Regions from separate parts of the Mus musculus genome. Here region 2 is linked to region 1. A link is a contact called in public Hi-C data. All regions are on one chromosome and are shown on one strand. Each heading gives the region's core, a stretch centred on a gene start, on an enhancer-like site or on the middle of the called end of the contact. The rest is flanking DNA. Distances are from core to core; before and after follow the strand shown.

Region 1 (2,522 bases), core at 13-2,512:
AGTGGAAGGAACATTGCCTGTTCCAGGTCTGAGAGAAGCAATCTCCCAAATTCCCGGGAGAAAGCAAAGGGAAGATAAGTATTCATGTCTGTGAAGGAGGCCAGTGAGATTCACTGTCCAGGTATATCCTGTCTTACACACACACACACACACATGCACACAAACACACACACATGCATGCACACACACACTAACAACAGACATAATCCCGTTTTTCAATTTACATATAAGAAAAATTAGGAAGACAATATTGTTGAGATAAAACTATCAAGCTTGGGACTAAAGCCAAGGCATCTAACTCTCTTTCTTTCCCCCAAGCCCTGCCTCGTCTCTCTATCTCTTCCCTCTCTCTCTCTCTGTCTTTCACCTCCTGCATCTCCTCTCCCTCTTCTTTCTCTCTGTCTCTCTCTCTCTCTGTCTCTCTCTCTCTCTCTGTCTCTCTCTCTCATTCTGTCATTTTTTGACATTATACCATATCTTCTCCCCCACCCCCAGGTATGAACCCCTAGTACAATGTTGACCTGCCACTGACCTGCAAGAGTTTGCTCAACTCCCGTTCAATGAGGTGAGGGGTAACTTCAGTACATTAGCTTCCTGGATTTCTGGACTTGTAAACTTGCCTCTACCCATATCACAAACCCCTAAGCCTGGTCTAGTCCATACCTGAATAGATTTTATGTGTTTTCATAGCTGCTGAGAAGTTGTTGGTTTTTTTTGTTTGTTTGTTTTTTGTTTTTTACCATTTAGTTTATGTCATCATAGAATAAGAATCCAACCTTCAGGAGTCCATTCTCTCTTTCTCTCACGTGGGTCCCAGGAATCAAATTCATGTCACCAAGCTTGGTGGCAGGTGCCTTTACCCACTGAGCAACCTCACTAGCAGAGTTTAGTGTTTCAAATGAAGATTTTTCAAACATGAAATGCCAACGTTGATGATTAAAAACAAAAGTTCCCGAACAAGCAAGCACAACGCAAAATGGGTGCCTGCCTTTCATGCCATTTACATGTGCCGGCCCACTCCTCAGGCGCTGAGCCTCTCAGAGCGATGAGCCCCGGGTCCTTGTGGCCATTTTAATTTCTGTTTCATTGGGATTAGCCTGTCTTCGAAGGTTTCCTGTCTCTCGCCGTTTTCATCCTCATCTAATCCATGAAGAGAAGTTGTTTTGCAATCTGACTTCCAGCAGCCGAGGTTGAAAAGATGACCATGCACATTTTTATCAGCAGTGTCAGCAGGTCAGACTTTGCACTGCTATCTGGCGAGAAGAGCTCGCAAACCATTCCCGACTTCCTAACAGCGTTCTTGCCCTCCCCACCTCCCAGGTCATGCATGGCATTAACGGTGCCTACTGTTCTCTTACCTTACATTAACACCAGGGCCTCGACTCTGCCAATGAAACATTAGTGGTTAGGCATATCCAAAGCTATGAAAGTCAGTAAATGATTGGAATTACTTCTGGCCACCCAGGTAAGGCACATTTGGGAGTAGTGACCAAATAGAAGATGATGAAACTGAAGAGGATACAGGTAGGTTCCTAGCTCACCACAGAAAGATCCCATGTATTGGAAGGCAGCCTAGCCCAGCTAAGCCCCTACAGACTCACAAGAACTATGGTCTATTGTGTGATGCCAAGATTTCACAGTTTGATTTATATTTTTTTTTTCAACCATAGCTACCTGGAACATCGCCTTGTGCTACTGGATTCCTGTTGCTTTTCAACAAATGCTTCCAAGGAAAAGGGGTGTAAAATGGCAAATACTTTTATCTTACAAACGTCTTAGTTAGGGTTTTACTACTGTGAACAGACACCATGACCAATGCAACTCTTATAAGGACAACATTTAATGGAGGCTGGCTTACAGGTTCAGAGGTTCAGTCTATTATCAAGGCGGGAGCATGGCAGTGTCCAGGCCGGCATGGTGCAGGAGGAGCTGAGTGTTCTACATCTTCATCTGAAGGCTGCTAGCAGAATACTGACTTCCAGGCAGCAGGGATGAGGGTCTTAAGCCCACACCCACAGTTACACACCTACCTCTACAAGGCCACACCTCCTAATGTCGCTTTCTGAGCCAAGCATATACAAACCATCACACAAGGCCTGTAGATGGGGTTGTTTTGTTTTCTTGCTATGAAGCCAAGGTTGGTCTCAAACTTCACATTTAGCCCAGGATGCTTGGGAACCGTGTAACTCTCCTAACTTAACCTCCAGAGCCGGTGGCTGGTCACTGTGCCCAGCTGAGAGTGTAGAAGAGCCCGAGGTAGGTGTTGCTGGCTCATAATATGTAATGCAAATACAGTAGGATCTTTCACAGTCACCCAAAGTGCAATCAGGGAACTGAGGCAGAAGGCTTGCTTCCAGAATGGCTAGCTCACGGGCTTACAATAGGGTGCCCCGTGTTGCCCGATGAGCAGGATACCTCGAGGCCTTACCATGAAAAATACTCCAAGGCTACTCCAGTATCCTCAAGCAGGACAGCTTCCTTTCCTATGAAAAGAGGAACACCCATGACTTGAAGGGCTAGTC
Region 2 (2,522 bases), core at 13-2,512, 42 kb before region 1:
CACATGTGCCCCCAGGTGTGAGCATACACAAAAAGGGAGGGGAAAGTAGGAAGGGGGGAGGGAGGGAGGGAGGGGTAGGGGGGAGGAAGGAAGGAGGGAGGGAGTGGGAGTGGGGAGGGAGTGGGAGGGGGGAGGGAGGGGGGAGGGAAGGGGGAGGGAGGGAGGGAGGGAGGGGGAGGGGGAGGGAGGGGCAGGGGGGAGGGAGGAAGGAGGGAGGGAGGGGGAGGGGGGAGGGAGGGAGGAAGAGAAGAGGAATGAGTCTAAGGTTTTCCAGAGAGGTATGGACAGCATGTCACTGGCACACACTGAAGAGAGTATATCACCACCAAACATGAGATAGCTCTGAGAACGCTGCGTCCATCATCTCCTGCAGCTGGGCTCACCTAACTGAAGCAGACATAATGAAACTGTGTTGAATACATGTTTCTCCTGTTGGGCTGAATAATTATTCATGCAATTACTTGTACATTTTCAGAGTGCTGGCCTGCTAGTTAGTCTCTCAGGGGATGGGATCTCAGAAATAAATAGATTCTGACACCATTAGCTTTCTCAGGAGCATGATGAACCCTGCAAATGGCTCTCTCAACCCAGAGGGCTTACAGGACACAGGCTCTTGCACCATGCTCTGGGCGACCTTTCTCTTTGGCCAGAGGCGTTCTGTCCATGCCTCCCTCGCATGCAGACGTGGAGCCCAGGCTGGCGTGATTACAGGAGCACTGCCAAGCTTCTGATTGAACTGGTTTCAATATTGATGCTGGGCCCAGCTTCTCTTTGCACTTCTGCCTTGCTTCAACAAAACAATCAGCTAGAGAAAATAAAGCTCTGAGACAATTCAGCCCAGTGTTGACATAGCCTATTTCAAACTCTCAGCGCTATTGTTTAAAATATGCCCTGTACAAACCAGTAAGCCTGTCTAAGTGGCTAAAATTGAAATTGTGACTCAGATGTCAGCAACTTGATGAGAAATACGTAAAGGATTTTGCTCCTCTGTCTCAGGAGTTCTGCTTTCTCAGAGGAGAAATTTAAAAAAAAAAAAAACATAAAAAAAAACAAAAAAACAACTTCCTATTGTGTAACACAGACAGTTTAACTATACAGTTAAATTCTTAAAATCATTGATTTCTATTGTACATCTTAATTTCTTTCTTTATTATTTATTTATTTTTTGTTTATTTTGTTGAGACAGGGTTTCTCTGTATAGCCTTGGCTGTCCTGAAACTCACTCTGTAGACCAAGCTGTCCTTGATCTCAAAGGCCACCTGCCTCCACCTCCTGAATGCCAAGATGAAAGGTGTGTGCCGCCACCTCCTGGCTGATTTCTTTCAGATTGTTTATAAATGAGCTCTTCATTAGAAAGAAAAGACAAAATGGTTACATAGAATCCACAGATTACACAATAACTAAGATTTAGTTAAAATTGATTTCCCTCCTTTAATTAAACATAGATTCTTTTCTCATATAACATAATATGAATACAGTTTCCCCTCTCCCCTCCCCTACCTTTCTTCCATCCTTAGAATGATTTTTTAAAGAAATGAATTCAGTAATTGAATTGAATATAAATACAGAATCAAAAGTAATAGGTCAGGAGTTGGGCATGGTGACTCACACCTGTAATCTTAGCAATTGGGAGGTAGGGTCAGGAAGAACAGAAGTTCACAGCCAATTTCAAGTATAGAGTTCAAGGCCAACCTGGACTATATGAAAGCTTGTTCAAAGACACACAGAGAGAGAAGGGGGGAGGGGAGGGGGAGGGGGAGAGGGAGAGGGATGGGGAGAGGGAGAGGGATGGGGAGAGGGAGGGGGAGGGGGAGGGGGAGGGGGAGAGGGAGAGGGAGAGGGAGAGGGAGAGGGAGAGGGAGAGGGAGAGGGAGAGGGAGAAATGGTTTATTACTTTATAAATCTTTGATGTGTGCCCTCCAGGTAACACGGCACACATCAATCCTACAGCCCATTAACCTCAGACCCTGTGTAATCTACTCATCATTTGAAGGATGGCTACACCCAAGTGTTCATTTCCTTGTGAGAATAAGGAAGAGGTGATTACAGTTTAGTTTTTTTACCCACGTGGTTGATAGTTCCTACTGTTTCTCTCTCTGGTTGCTTCAGGGGTATTTTGTATGCATCTCTCTAGCACTATCACAGTCTACTGTACACTTTGTACTGACAGATACAACCCTCTTAACCATATTCACTTGTTGCGCGTTGCTGTTTTGTAGGAACCAAATCGAACCCTGAAAGCATCTTTAAGAGGAACCACCTGTCTCAACATAAGAGGTAAAACAGACAAATGAGGAAATAGCAATCTAAACATGATTAAAAATATGGAAACAAACCTCAGGAGAACTCTAAGTAGGTACAGCTAGAGGAGATTGTCTCTCCCGCTTCCCCACAAATACAGCATTGAATGTGGAAAGTGAAGCACTCAGGCAGAAATTCCAGAAAATGTGTATAGAAAATGCTCAAGTGGGTTGGTACCCAGGGGATACTTCCCCCTTCTCGGAGGTGAAGGGGAGGGGCTG

Evidence for each region. A called contact is a pair of places that touch in the nucleus more often than the background predicts.
Region 2: a contact with region 1 is called in a Hi-C map of liver, with 2.1 times the contacts expected there. The contact joins two enhancer-like sites. A contact is called at or near these places in 1 of 39 promoter capture datasets (liver), 3 of 15 datasets of contacts at CTCF or cohesin (CD8 T cells, large pre-B cells and pro-B cells), 8 of 484 Hi-C or Micro-C datasets (liver, multipotent progenitors, nephron progenitors and 2 more) and 2 of 115 datasets of contacts at active chromatin or transcription factors (embryonic stem cells and large pre-B cells).

Annotation. Positions count from the first base shown.
Region 1 is chr3:129,470,954-129,473,475 of GRCm38.p6, forward strand. No RefSeq gene overlaps it. Among named protein-coding and RNA genes, the nearest start is that of Gm35787, 49 kb to the left of the region's middle. Within about 2 kb of position 1,263, at least 10 of the 459 cell types and tissues checked have an H3K27ac peak or open chromatin away from gene starts, as enhancers often do. A contact at or near this core is called in liver, where this site is marked.
Region 2 is chr3:129,428,624-129,431,145 of GRCm38.p6, forward strand. It overlaps Gm35787 (a long non-coding RNA gene), which reads left to right. Exons shown (of 5, transcript XR_376058.2): 3 at 1,924-2,039; 4 at 2,220-2,277. Among named protein-coding and RNA genes, the nearest start is that of Gm35787, 6.8 kb to the left of the region's middle. Within about 2 kb of position 1,263, at least 33 of the 459 cell types and tissues checked have an H3K27ac peak or open chromatin away from gene starts, as enhancers often do. A contact at or near this core is called in liver, where this site is marked.